Linked DNA regions of Zea mays: region 2 is linked to region 1. A link is a contact called in public Hi-C data. All regions are on one chromosome and are shown on one strand. Each heading gives the region's core, a stretch centred on a gene start, on an enhancer-like site or on the middle of the called end of the contact. The rest is flanking DNA. Distances are from core to core; before and after follow the strand shown.

Region 1 (6,351 bases), core at 1,324-3,823:
AGATGGCCAGACAGATTTTACATACTGGCTTCCAGCATGAGTATTTCTTATGTCACAATATGGAGAATCTGTTTCTATCATCAACCTCTCGACAGGAATGCCTCGTAGAACCTCAAGATTTTCGTTAGTTTTCAGAGAGCAACCATTAACACCTGCAACCACGATTCACAATCATCTGACTCGACTGGGAGATAAAGAATAACAGAGTATCAAATTCTACAGTTGTTTCAGTTATCAATATCCAAATGGAAATTTTCAACACAGAACTGAATCACAAAAGGAATTACAACAGAATTCGGAATAGCTTGTTACAACTACCTAAAGGGTGGTCAATTGACTATCTTTACTCTGAAGTTTATCATGTTGCAAGAGATGCAGATTTTTATTGCTAGGTAAAGAGATTTTACCTATAAACATCTTCTCAAAAGAAAGTAGCATGTCCCGATCTTCTGCTGAGTCAGTGAAGGAATGTGTAACCCCACCAGGGAATCTGCCAAAGAGAAAAACAGACAGAGAGATCAAGAAATAGTTATAAAACATAACAAGTGAATTGAAACATAGGTAACTCCTACAACCAGTGTACTTTCAACTGTTTCATTAAAAACAAGAGTGTATCCAGCAGGGCATCATTGAGGAACACCACCTACCGAATACAGATTATATGCTACCTGTGCAAATTCCGTGTCATGATTTCACAGAAGTCTTCACCAGCAGCACGCATGTGAAGAAACATGGGCAGTTTTACTGCTTCAGCCAACTCAAATTGTTTCTCGAAGTACCTAATACAAAATAAATCACTCAGAAATGAATAGATTAAATGCCAATTTCTGTGCATAGGAGAACAAGATTGTATACTTCTTTTGCATATCTGCCGGACAGAACTGAAGTCTGTCATAATCCAAACCACATTCACCAACAGCAACGACCTGCAAAACTTGGAACTCATGTAAGATTGCTAGTGTTTTTTCCCTGGAGGATGGTAGAGAGTGGGGACTGAAATAAGCACTGTGTGGCTCACTACAAAAACATCATATCTTCATATTTCAAAACTTAAAGAACGGTTCAGATATATGTGCATGTCCTTTTGCTGAAACAGTGGATTGACAAGTAAATAATTGGACACAACGTCGCAAGCACAGATCGGGTAATGTTTAGTTTGCACCTGACCCTCTTGATCTATATTTCGTTCTTGTTTCTGTTTCTGAAATAGGCATAACTGTTCATCATTTGCATTAAGTAAACATTGTTTACTACCACTACAACTGATTTAGCTCCTTTTTTTTACATATTTATGATATACACTTTCTTGTGGCTCTAGACGGGTTTCATCTCTAACCTAATCCAACCTGCTTGGGACAGAAAAGGCATACTGTTGTTTCTGGGTCATGTGAACTTTGAGTTATATCATTGATTTATATAACATTGTTTAAGTAAGAACCTGCGAGAACTTTCAGTAGCTCCAATCCTAACACATGGCTGAATTACTGTCCCTAGCAATTTATCAATAGGTTACAAGAAGAAAATAATAGTTACAACATTTTTTGCCTGCTTGGAAACAAAATAATCATACACAACCTTGCCTTTATCTAAACCCTCCTTCGCTAGAGCCAGCAGTGCCTGAAAATGACCCTCGGGATCTCCACTCTCCTCGAATTCCTGACCATCCAAAATGCACCAGATCAGGAGTCAACAGAACCACTAAACAACGATGGCAAATACAAATCCAAAAATTCCAGCTACCCCGCATCTTGTTGGGTGCACTCCCACAGTGCAGAACAGTCTCCCTGCATTGCATACACACAAGACAACTTCTCAGGTGCATTTCACCGAACACCTTACAAGCACCACCGAGCACATCAGTAGTCAAGGAAGCACAGCAAGCAGACATGCAGGCAAGCTTACCGTCGGTCTCGGCGATCTGCAATGCCTCTCTGGACTCTTTCAGGGAGCCTCCGGTGACCTGCCGCCCCAGCAAAACAAGGGTGGGAAGAATTTACCAGGAAACCGAGGCGCGTTAGGAGGCAGCGAGAAAAGAGACGACACCGGCGGGGGCACACTTACAATGATGCGATCGACGCCTGCAGCCCACGCGCGCGCGAGTACGGCCGGGATGTCGGCGGCGTGGCACTGCTTGCCGTGGTAGATGCCCTTGAACATGCCATCTTCAAGGCAGTAGCAGCAAACAGCCCGTACGGCGGCGCACGCCACGCGGGAAGAGGGAGAGAGAGAGAGAGAGAGAGGCACAAGAAGCAGGCAACCAGTTACGAGGTACGTAAGCACTAAGAAAAGAGCGAAACGGAGGGTATTTGAGTTACCTGTGAAGTTGACTGCGATGTCTGGTGGGGTGCTCGCCACGGCCGCAGAAGGGGAGGGAGGGGGGTGGAGGGCAAGGTGAAGGCAGAGGGTCAGTCCGGGGTAGAGAGGGGACGATACAGGACGGTGAGGTGGGAGAGGGAGCGGAGGAACTTGCCGATGAGCTTGACGGCGGTGGACGCCATTGCCGGCGGAGCACAAGGAGGGCGGACCAATCCGAGTCTGAAAAAAAAGGGCAAAACCTAATGGGCCTAACTGCATTTCTACAATAGAAATCCTCTGGCCCGTCTTGGGTTGGGAGTTAACGGGCCTAAAATAGTGCATACCCCATCGGTCCCAAAAAGGGGGAAAAAAGAAGTCCGTTTATAACTAATTCGGAGAAGTTATCACGATGCGCAACAACGTCCTCGGCTGCCGTCGCCCTCCGTGGTTCCGTCAGGTCAGGTCTGGGACAGAGCTGGCCGGACACCTGACAGGGAGTCGGGGATGCTGTGACGACGAGCCTTTCCGCGCACGTGGTTGGACCCAGCGGAAGGTCACGTCACTCATCACTATTTGATGTTTGAAGTTCCACGGTTAAATCTAAACTTCTTCCCTCGTAAAAAAATATGTGTTTATTTGTATGTTTAACACTATAAAAATAGAGTTTGTATATTTTATCTATTTATGTTTTTCTTATGAACAGAAGAGATTAAAATGAGCTGTAAAATGAATAGAATTAATTTAGTCTATCTATATGTGTATCTATATGTAGTGTAAGCAATAAAAAATGCAAAAAATAGATGTAGTGTTGTTTTCCAAATTAATTTAGTGAAAATGGTGCCGTTGTACAGATTGCTTGAAAATGGATGATTTTCTAAACATCTTCTCAAACTAGTGTTGTTTTTGTGAGTTCTTCCGTCAGGGGATACGGTTAGGGGTGGAAACAAGCCGAGCCGAACTTGGCTCGTCTCGTTCATCTGACTAGGGCTGGACAAAAAACTCGTGACTCGGTAACTCGCTCGACTCGACTCATTAGTGACTCGACTCGACTCGGTTCGTTTAAAATGAGTCATGAGCTGAGCTAACAATTTAACTCGATTCTTAACGAGCCAAACTCGAGCTGACTCATGAGTTACTCGCGAGCCAAACGAGTTTTACATCACTTCTAATCTGCAATGGCCCAGCCCAGTCCCACCCATAGTCAGCCAAGCAGCCCAGCCACACGGTGACACAGCCCACACAAGACACGCAATGACGCTTGACGCAGCAGCCGAACAGACAGAGACTAGAGACGGCGCTTGGCTTCTGCCTTCTCCTTCCCTCATGCTCTCGGTCTCTCCCTCTCTCTCCCCAAAACCTAAACCCTAGAGCCGCCAGCCGCCACTGTCCGTGGAGCAGAGTAGGCTGCAGCACCGCCGCGCCGGTGTGCGGCGTGCCGGCGTGTGCCCTCCGTCGTCTGCCCGTCTGTTCTTCGTTGTCTGCTCAAGACACGATGAGCAGTCTGTTCTTCGTCGTCTGCTCATCTTCCCCGACGGCGCCCTCGCCCTGTTCGGTTGTCCGGCCTCCGGCGCCCACTTGCCCATCGCCGGTCGACGGCTCGCCTCCATGGAAGCCCAAGAACCGGTGGAGCTTATGGCAACTTTGATAACGAGCTAGCTCACAAGTTAATCGAGTCAGACCGAGTTACCAAACGAGCCGAGCCGAGCAGCTTCTCCAGCTCGTTATCATAACGAGTCGAGTCGAGCTAACTCGTTATCATAACGAGTCAACTCGAGTCGAACCGAGCCGAGTCGAGCCAGCTCGATATCCAGCCCTACATCTGACGAGCTTGGAAAAGCGGCTCGGCTCGCTCCTGGCTCGCCGGCTAACGAGCCTAGTCATGCATAAACGTGAATTTGCTCTCTAAATTATAATATAAAAGCTTAAAATTATTTTAAATAATATATTTTAAATTAGTATAATAGATATATTAATAATATAATAAAGGAAATAGATTAATTTTGTATAGTAATATCAAATAACATAAATTAATTGTCTATTCAGTACTAATATTATATGTTAATTAGGATTTTATGTAACAAATTATTGTTGGGTGAAGCCACGAGCCAGCTCACGAGCCGAGTCGAGCCGAGCCAATCGTTGAGCTAGTTCGAACCGAACTGAGTTATGGAGTCTGATCATTTAACTCGAGCTTTTTTTTTCAGTCATATATATATGTTGTGACGACGAGTCGACGAGCCTTCCCGCGCCCGTGGTTTCTTGAGTCATGTGGATCCCGAGCATCGATCTTAATTTGCGTTCATCGCTGGCTATTCTTGCAATAATTAAGGACATGCCAGTTTCCTGAAATCGACGCCGGGCTGTGTGGGTAGATGGGCTGTGTGCATCTCTCAGCATCTGCACAATAATAACTGTGATGAAAATGCTATAGGCTTCACAATAATAAAATGTTAATGTTATAAGCTTCACAATAATAAAATATTAATGTTACAAGTTTCTATGCCGAGTGTCGGTCTGCAGACACTCAACAAAGGGTGAGCCTTTGTCTAGTGTCACTCTGTGGAGCACTCGGCACAGACTCCATCACCGTTAACTGGTGCCAGTGGCTCCCATGGTTAATACATAGAACTAGCCAGTTGACCGTGCTTTGCTACGATTTTTATATATCATATAAATAGGTATCAAGATATTTATTTAAATATAATTATTTTTTTATTTCTATCTAAATACTAAGATACGTGTGGCTCCAAATTTCTAGAGCTGGGGGTGTAGATCTGAGTGCTCGCTCTGCATTTTTTTGCGCGGTGTGGTAGCTGTGTGGGTGAGGTCGGGTGCTGAGCAGGTGCAGTAGCTGCGTGGGCGCTGGGGTCCACAGGGTAGTACATAGCTAAGAGAGGGGCAAGAAAACCAGTCAGATAGCGTGGGGCGAGACTAGAGTGTCAGCGTGTACGCATGGCAGTAGCCGAGAGAGGGACAAAAGAACCAGTTTGAACGCGTGGGGCGGGCTCAGAGTGTCAGTGTGGAGGATGAAGTTGTGGCAGCACCAGGTGCCCACATTAGATTCTTAATAGAGTAGTATAGATAAATATGTATTGAAATATTTATTAAATATAATTATTGTTTATTTATAAACACTAATGTATGTGTGGCCTTATAGTTACCTCCAAATGTATGGAGCAAGGGGTTGTGGTTTCGAGTACTCGCTTTATACTAGTTTTAACGCGGTGTGCTAGCGCGGAGAGTGAAGCTTTGATAGCACTAAATACTCATATTAGGTTTTTAATATAATAGTTAATTAGAAAAAAGTATAGATATAGATATATGATGCCGTTTGGTTTACAAAATGTAACGTAAATGGTAATGATTCACACTCGAATACCGATGGTAACAAATTTGAATAAGGAGGTGTCTATTTATAGTGTGATATCGATTACAGTTGAACTTAAACAAATATGATCTAACGTTATTGATTACCCATTACGTTATCAATATGTAAACCAATCGGTACTATATATATATATATATATATATATATATATATATATATATATATATATATATATATATATATATATATATATATATATATATATATATATATATATATATATATATATATATATATATATATATATATATATACGGCGGCACTAAAATGCACCTGGGTGCATTCTCTATATTGAATGCACCCACCTGCAATAACACCCCGAGCACGCCTCGGCCCTCCTGTATGCGCGCCTCCCTGTCCCCCGCCGCCGCGCGCCTCCCTGTCCCCGCGCCACCCTCTCCCCCATCGCCGCCGAGCGCCACCCTCTCCCCCACCGCCGCCGAGCGCCTCCATGTCCCCGCGCCGCCGCGTGCCTCCCTGTCCTCGCGCCGCCGCGCGCCTCTCTATCAGCGCGCCTCCCTGTCCCCCGCATTAGGTGTGATTGCGACTGTTGTATAATTCTACCCAAATATCTGTTAAAAAATGTAAACAAAATGATTGCAACTGCTGGTGTGTTATAATTGCAACTGCTGGTGTGGTGCGGATGCAACTGCTGAGTTGCTCTGATG
Region 2 (6,783 bases), core at 3,759-6,258, 270 kb after region 1:
GGGATCTGCAAAAGGTGAAAAATATCAGTAAATTTTGCTAGTGCAGGTTCTTTGAAACTAATTAGCTACTCCTCTGTTTCAAATTATAAGTCGATCTGGCTTTTTTAGATACATTGTTTTTATTATATATCTAGGTGCACAGTTAAAATTATGCATCCAGAAAAGCCAAAACAAATTATGATTTGGAATGGAGGAAGTACCAAAACAATGACATCATTAATAACTAATGATATTTTACTTTTGGGGCGAAGTGGGGGCTAGACGCATAATATTTACACATACTGGAGAGATATTTCCATCCAACTTCATCCATAATTCTCCTGTAACCAAGGTGTCAACAATTACATTTGCCCATGTTTATTGTAGGTATTGACAACCTAATGGCCTATGCTAAAAAGAAATGGAGTCCAAAATACAAAAATAACCACAACATCATTTAGCTAACCTTCTATGCCATCACATAGATATTTCTCTGGTAGTTCACCATTTTCAAGATCGGCAAGAAAAGGTGTCTCAAATAACTCTGCAACATGCTCTCCTACCCTGAATAGACCAATTGGTAAAATAGACCATCTTGCATGAGCACAACCAGCAGAAAAAACATATGATGAAATATTGAACATATACGTATATACCATCATTTTATTATACCCACCAGTCATGAATTGAAGAGTGGATAACTTTGCTATCCAGCAAAGCAGCTAATTCATCATATAGAAAAATCAAGAGTAATGTCACAAATTTGCATGAGTTGACAGACATCTTCAGCAATTCTAGGGCCTCCTCACAATTTGGTTGCTACCAAACCAGCCAAATAAAATTAGCATTAGGATTTCATGAATGCAAAACACGGTTGATGCAGTACATGCAGTTCTTTTATTTTGATGTACTGTATATGCATTCCTAACATGTTATCATTAATTTCAGCATGTGTAGCGCATATATGGTATACTAAGGCTATCTCCAGCAACTCCCCTATCACATCCACTATTTCAAACTCCACTCTGCAAACAGTGTTATCTACAGTGCAAAACAATGTTTTACACGTCCATATACAGTTATACACGATCTGCTGGACACGGCCTAAGGGGGTGTTAGTAAGTAAGTGGTGGTTTCTTTTTTAGATCTATACAAATAAAAGAAACAGATTAGAGAACCAAAGGTTGAATGATTTGCTTTATATCTGATACAAGATAATTGAAAGGCTCAAAAAGAGACATGTGGAAGAAAAAAATCTAAACCCTTTGATCTTAGAAGAGTTCCAATAGGTTCAAATGGCAACTAACAATGAAGAAGAGATCATCCTGAAGATCATGATCTTTTCTGGTCTCGTGTTCATGAAGCCATTGGTGCAACAACATCACTACAGAACCGTAATTTTCCTAGGATGAGCAGGATCTATACTCGTTGAAATGGTGTTGTAGCTGCTGCTTCAACATCCACCACAACCATAATTTCAGAACAAGAACAACAAGGATTAGGAGAAGACAAAGAAGCTGAAATTGACTTTGTTGCTCTTGATGATCTACATGTTGAAGATGACTATGGCCAAGCTCTTGCTACAGATGATGCTGCTGCAACTGCAAGTGACGAGCATGTGTGCGGCATAAATGAGATGGACTTATATACTAATTAAGCCTTATGGACTTAGGGCAGGATAATATGCCATATTTATCAGTTATTCAGTTTTATCATGTATTTGCTAGACATATATAATTGCTTGCTACCTATATTTTATTTGCTAGTTTTTTATATCTTGTATGATATATGTTGCATACTTGCTGCTAAACAAATTGGTGTCTAGGTGTCCATGCGCCCAGCTGGCGACTCGCCTTGTCGTGGCGTGTGGCGACATGATAACCATAATATTGCCACTTATCCTAAATTTACATTGTACTTAAACAAACCTGAGATGATGAACAGTTCACAGCAGCATTGACATCAGTGGAAGCGATAGTAGAAACTATCCTTAAAACCCCAATTATTCCCATCCGTCTATACTTCATGTCTGGATTACTAACCTACAAGGTAAGAAGTAGGCACAGAACAATAACGGTTTGTACTTTGCTAGTGAAAGATGTCTTTGTCGGAAAAATGTGCTACCCATGTAATAAATGTGATCATACCTGCTTCCTCACCACCATTAGAACCTCGTTAGCAACTGAAGAGCCACCTGAACCAGTATTGAAGCCAGCAGCCAGTGCCAAACGACAGAAGATATCATAAACCTATAAGTTCTTGATTAGCTATTATTTATGAAGGCACAGAGTAGAAGAGAAATGAACAATGTATCACAAACCTTCCGAAGATTATCTTCGCCAAAACTCTCCAAGTAATCCAATATTCCTGTATTGAAAAGGTTGATATGTCTATTAAGAAAATGAAAAGCACTAAATACAAAGGAAAGTATGTTTTTTCTTCAATATGCAGAAGCTCTGTGAATTGTATATCAGAAGAAGAGGAATAATACAAAGGGTGGAGTAAAGACCAACTACTAGCATATGAAAGTACCTTACCAGTTATGTGTGAAGATATAGGAATCAGTTCTTCCGAATTGTTGGATGTTAAAGAAATCATGATATCCAGAGCAGATGAAACTTCGTAACTAACCCCAGATCCTATATGAGTGACCAATGAACCCACAAGCTGCAAAAAAGAAGGGACAAACTATTAGGAAATGATGAACAGATAAAATGCACAAAACAGAACAGATAATTTGTAATCAAAGATAAGCAATTCCATGTGCAACAAAATTTCATTGACTAAATTTCTTTGGCTTAACACTAAATAAATCTCGTCCTTATACGGTTATACCATGGTTTTTGTCATGACCAGAAATCAGATGACACTAAGTTTCTCAACTGTAATCAGTTATCGATATCACTTCATCAGTAGTTCCAACACTCTTCTACCCATAGTATAAGTACTACATTCCCTCTAGCATGCAGAAATAGTATGAGTTTAAGAACATCATTTTCAATGTATCGTTCATATATATGCTGGACCTGACATCGCCATTCAATACTAATTCACAGAGTACATATCCATTAGTTATGTATTCGCACTTAAACCACCAAAGTGTCTGAAAGTGTTACAACATTGAATGTTTCAGAATCACAAAGATTATTCCATGCCATAAGCATATATAGACATTCTCAACCTTTTTAGCATGTGAATCATTACAACCAAAAGTGTTGGAAGCCAAGTGGTACCTCTTGCCTGGAGTATGTATCAGTGAACTCTTCAAATAGTGCTGTGAACAAATAAGCCGCAAACTCTCTAGCTTTCTCTTCCTTGCAAGCCAACAAGTAATCGCTAACTGAGAGGTATGACATGAAATGTTCCTGACTCAAGTTAAATCATGGCGCATTTAGACTCCAAATTAGCATGATTAGTCACATGTATGCTGCATGTATACAATCGTTGCAGTATAATGAAGAACTAACCTTTACCAGTTCAGTGTTCCCATGAATACATTGATCAAACAGTGTCTCTCTTATGCACTCATGTAAGATCTTGGACTTCAGTATTTTCTTTGCAGCCTTCTCTAGAGCACCACCATTGGCATAGATAAGCATGATGAGCCAAACATCAATCACTTTGTGATCCCTCGGGTGGTCAACTGACTTCAGCTCCTTCAGGAAAGCCTCACAAAGCATCTGTGGTTCACAGCAAAACACAGCCAAGATGAACCTTGAACATAGTGGCAAAAATGATTTCGAAAAGTTTAAGGGGAGAGCTTCCCCAATCTGCAGTACTGTGCTGCAAAATAAGCTGAAGATTAAAACAGTTTACATTCTTAAACCGTAGGCCTGATCTCAGTGTATCAAGTATTGCCCCATCAGTGCTATTAGCTGATGCCTTCCCTTTGAGCTTCTTACTCCGTGCAGCCCGTGGATCGACAACACCAACAAACTTGAGCTGCTCACGTATCTGCGATATAATCCTCCCAGCATTGACTGGTGTAGCCGACAACAGCAAGAACCTGAGCAGATGAGGCGTCTGGTCTGGAGCAATTGTCCGGATGCATGATATCGCAACAGTCACTGCCTGCAGGAGGGTGACGTCATCAGATTCAGATGGTAGCATCATACTGACATACAAAACAAAGTTCACTGACAGACACAAAACAGAGAACAAAATGTGTCTACATCACCTGCTCCTGCAGCTCCTCGTTGAGGTTAAGATCCGACAGCACATCGAGCACGGCGACAACGATTTCGGAGTCCTCCTGCAGGAGCTTCTCGAGCGCGGCGACCACGGCGGCGTGGCTCTTGTCGCCAACGATCTCCGGGAGCGAGCCGATGATCTCCTTCTTCAGGCGGTGCGGGGCCACGGAGAGCACCTCCACGAGCTTGTCGACGAAGGCGTCGGCGTCGGCGAGGAAATCGAGCCAGCGGAACTGCGACACGATGAGCCTCCCCACGTCGTCCTGCAGCGGCGATCCGTCGAGCGCGCCGTCGCCGCCGAAGTGCTCGGGCAGCTTCTCGAGGAGCAGCGCGAGCAGGCCCGGCTGGAGCGCGGGGACGGAGAGGAGCGCGCGGGCAAGGCTCGGCTCGTGCGGCGCCGTCGGGAGGAGCAGCTGGCGGAGCCGCGCGGGGGAGGAGGCCGCGAAGGCGGCGAGGCCCTCGAGGAGGCGCCGGGCGGGGGCCGAGGGCGAGGAGGCGTCCCCGCCGGCGGAGAGCTTGCGGGAGAGGCGGGCAGCGAAGGAGTGCGGCGAGGGGAGGGACGGCGGCTGGTGCGGCGGGACGAGGAGCGTGCAGCCCGCGTCCGCGAGCAGCGCCGCCGCCGCGTCGACGGCGGATGAAGCGTCCGGGCCGGGCCTGGGGGGCTCGGGCTCGGGCTCGAGCTCGGGCGGCGGTGCCGGGCGCTTGCGGGGGTTGACGGGGCGGCTGCGCTGCAGGAACACCATCGGCGCCGCCGATCAATCGCCGGAGCGGAGAGAGACGAGATGGCTTCCTTCGTCGAGAAGACACACTGGGAAGGTTTTGGGGGGGAATTGGGGGATGGGTTTGGGGAAAATGAAATGAAATTTTTGGCGCCACGGGAGGAAGCTGCGAGGAACAATAATGTCAGGCGGGCCTCCTTTGGGCCGTGTATTTGCTGCCCACCACCCAGCCATCAGAGCTGCAAGCAATGCAGATGCTGGATCATTTTAACTTCAGTAGATGGCTAACTTGAGTCTGACCAGGGCTAGGGTAGTTTTCATATGGCTGTGTCCAGCAAGGGACGGTACACCGTCCGGTACCTTTAATTTAGCGGATCTCGGTTTACTTTTTCTCCCCAGCAACGTCCCCTACAACCTCCTGTAAAATACAGGAGCCTCGCCACGACCTCTAAATTTGGAGGCTCCTCTATAGCTCTTTGCAGGCTCCGGACAAATAAGGGGCCCACGTGTATAGCTCTTTGCAGGCTCCAGACAAATAAGGCTGTCTCCAGCAAGGAGCGGTAAATGGCTCTGTACGCTAAATATAGCGGATCGAGACATTCGCTACGACTCCAGCAACGCACGCTAAAACCTTCGCTAAAATATAGCGTGTCTTCGTCGTCCTCCAAATGTGGCGGTCACGCTACCGCCCGCTATCACTCTCGCGCCGTCTCCTCCCTTTCGCTCCCGCGCTTGCTCGGAAGTCGAAACCCTCTCGCGTCCGTCGTGCAGCACATCGTCTTCAGGGTTCTTCTCCGACGACGACGAGTCTACCCGCTTTGGCGAAACTTCTCCTTGGCCGTGCACGCTCCCTCGAGTCCCCATCCAATCCATGCACAGCAAGCCCCCAATCTCCGCTAGCAACGCTTGGTTCCTTGCCTCGCTCCTCAATCTCCGCGGCAGCAGCGACGAAGCAGATGACGAGGAAGAACTTTGCGGCAGTCGTGCTCAAGCTGGGGGCCCACCTAGAGGCGTGTGACTACGTGGTCATGACGACGCAGAAGACCGGCACCCCAACGGGATGGCGCCGTGTGTTTTCGATCTGCAACAAAAATCGTCGATCCCACTCAGAGCAGCGTCTAAAAGCTTCTGGATTTGTCCCTGGAACCGATGGGATAGGAGGGAGGGTTTTGGGGCAAAGCGCTTGTTCTTTTTGCCTACTTCAATTTTTTTGTTCTATTTTGATGATGCAGCCATGTAAGATTTGGTCAGCGAACTCAAGGAAGACAATGCATAGCTCAACGGTTGTTGTGCTCCTGCACAGGTTAGGGTTATCGTTGCTTGTATCCAATCTCTTTTGTTTTGGTTTTGGCTAACTTGATGATTTCGTAATGGAAAATCAGGATGACCTCGAGAAGGTCAGTCAGGAGAATTCCTTGCAGATATTCATAGTAAGATTATCTATCCAATCTGAAAGTTCTTTTCTAGCTACAATCATTTAGTTGTTTGGTTCTATAAAATAGAGATTATTCTGTGTAAAAACTAAAATGTTGTTTCGATTATATGCAAACAAATAAAAAAACTAAATCAATGAAAAAAGGAAGTCTGTTATCACTGTAGCTTTAGAGGACCGGATTTAGGGGACGTTGCTGGAGACTGAGAAGATATATAGGACATAATCTTTTAGAGTGTGCTGTAAAGGACAGGGAATATTCTTTTAAGGGATAGAATTTAGGGGACGCTGCTGGAAACAGCCTAAGGGGCCCACGTGTATAGCTCTTTGTAGGCTCCGGACAAATAAAGGGCCCACGTGGAGGTGACGTTGATATAGCGATTTTAATTGATTATTTAATATAGAGGATGAGATATAGAGGACGCTGCTGGAGAGAGTAAAAATATAGAGTACGAAATCTTTT

The links. Hi-C and Micro-C count contacts between places; a contact is called where the count stands out from the background.
Region 2: a Hi-C map of leaf shows a contact between it and region 1, with 2.6 times the contacts expected there. The contact joins the promoter of LOC103648272 here to the promoter of LOC100282974 in region 1. A contact is called at or near these places in 14 of 25 Hi-C or Micro-C datasets (bundle sheath, ear, endosperm and 5 more) and 1 of 3 datasets of contacts at active chromatin or transcription factors (leaf).

What each region holds. Positions count from the first base shown.
Region 1 is chr2:240,662,966-240,669,316 of Zm-B73-REFERENCE-NAM-5.0, forward strand. It overlaps LOC100282974, which reads right to left and starts at 2,574. Exons shown (of 12, transcript NM_001155878.2): 1 at 2,471-2,574; 2 at 2,316-2,336; 3 at 2,062-2,162; 4 at 1,903-1,960; 5 at 1,741-1,784; 6 at 1,576-1,656; 7 at 856-926; 8 at 669-779; 9 at 408-490; 10 at 1-152. The coding sequence starts at 2,498.
Region 2 is chr2:240,932,294-240,939,076 of Zm-B73-REFERENCE-NAM-5.0, forward strand. It overlaps LOC103648272 (Fanconi anemia group D2 protein homolog), which reads right to left and starts at 5,009. Exons shown (of 31, transcript XM_020548742.3): 1 at 4,157-5,009; 2 at 3,796-4,050; 3 at 3,447-3,659; 4 at 3,213-3,344; 5 at 2,517-2,646; 6 at 2,300-2,346; 7 at 2,127-2,228; 8 at 1,908-2,021; 9 at 656-798; 10 at 446-543; 11 at 239-320; 12 at 1-5. The coding sequence starts at 4,912.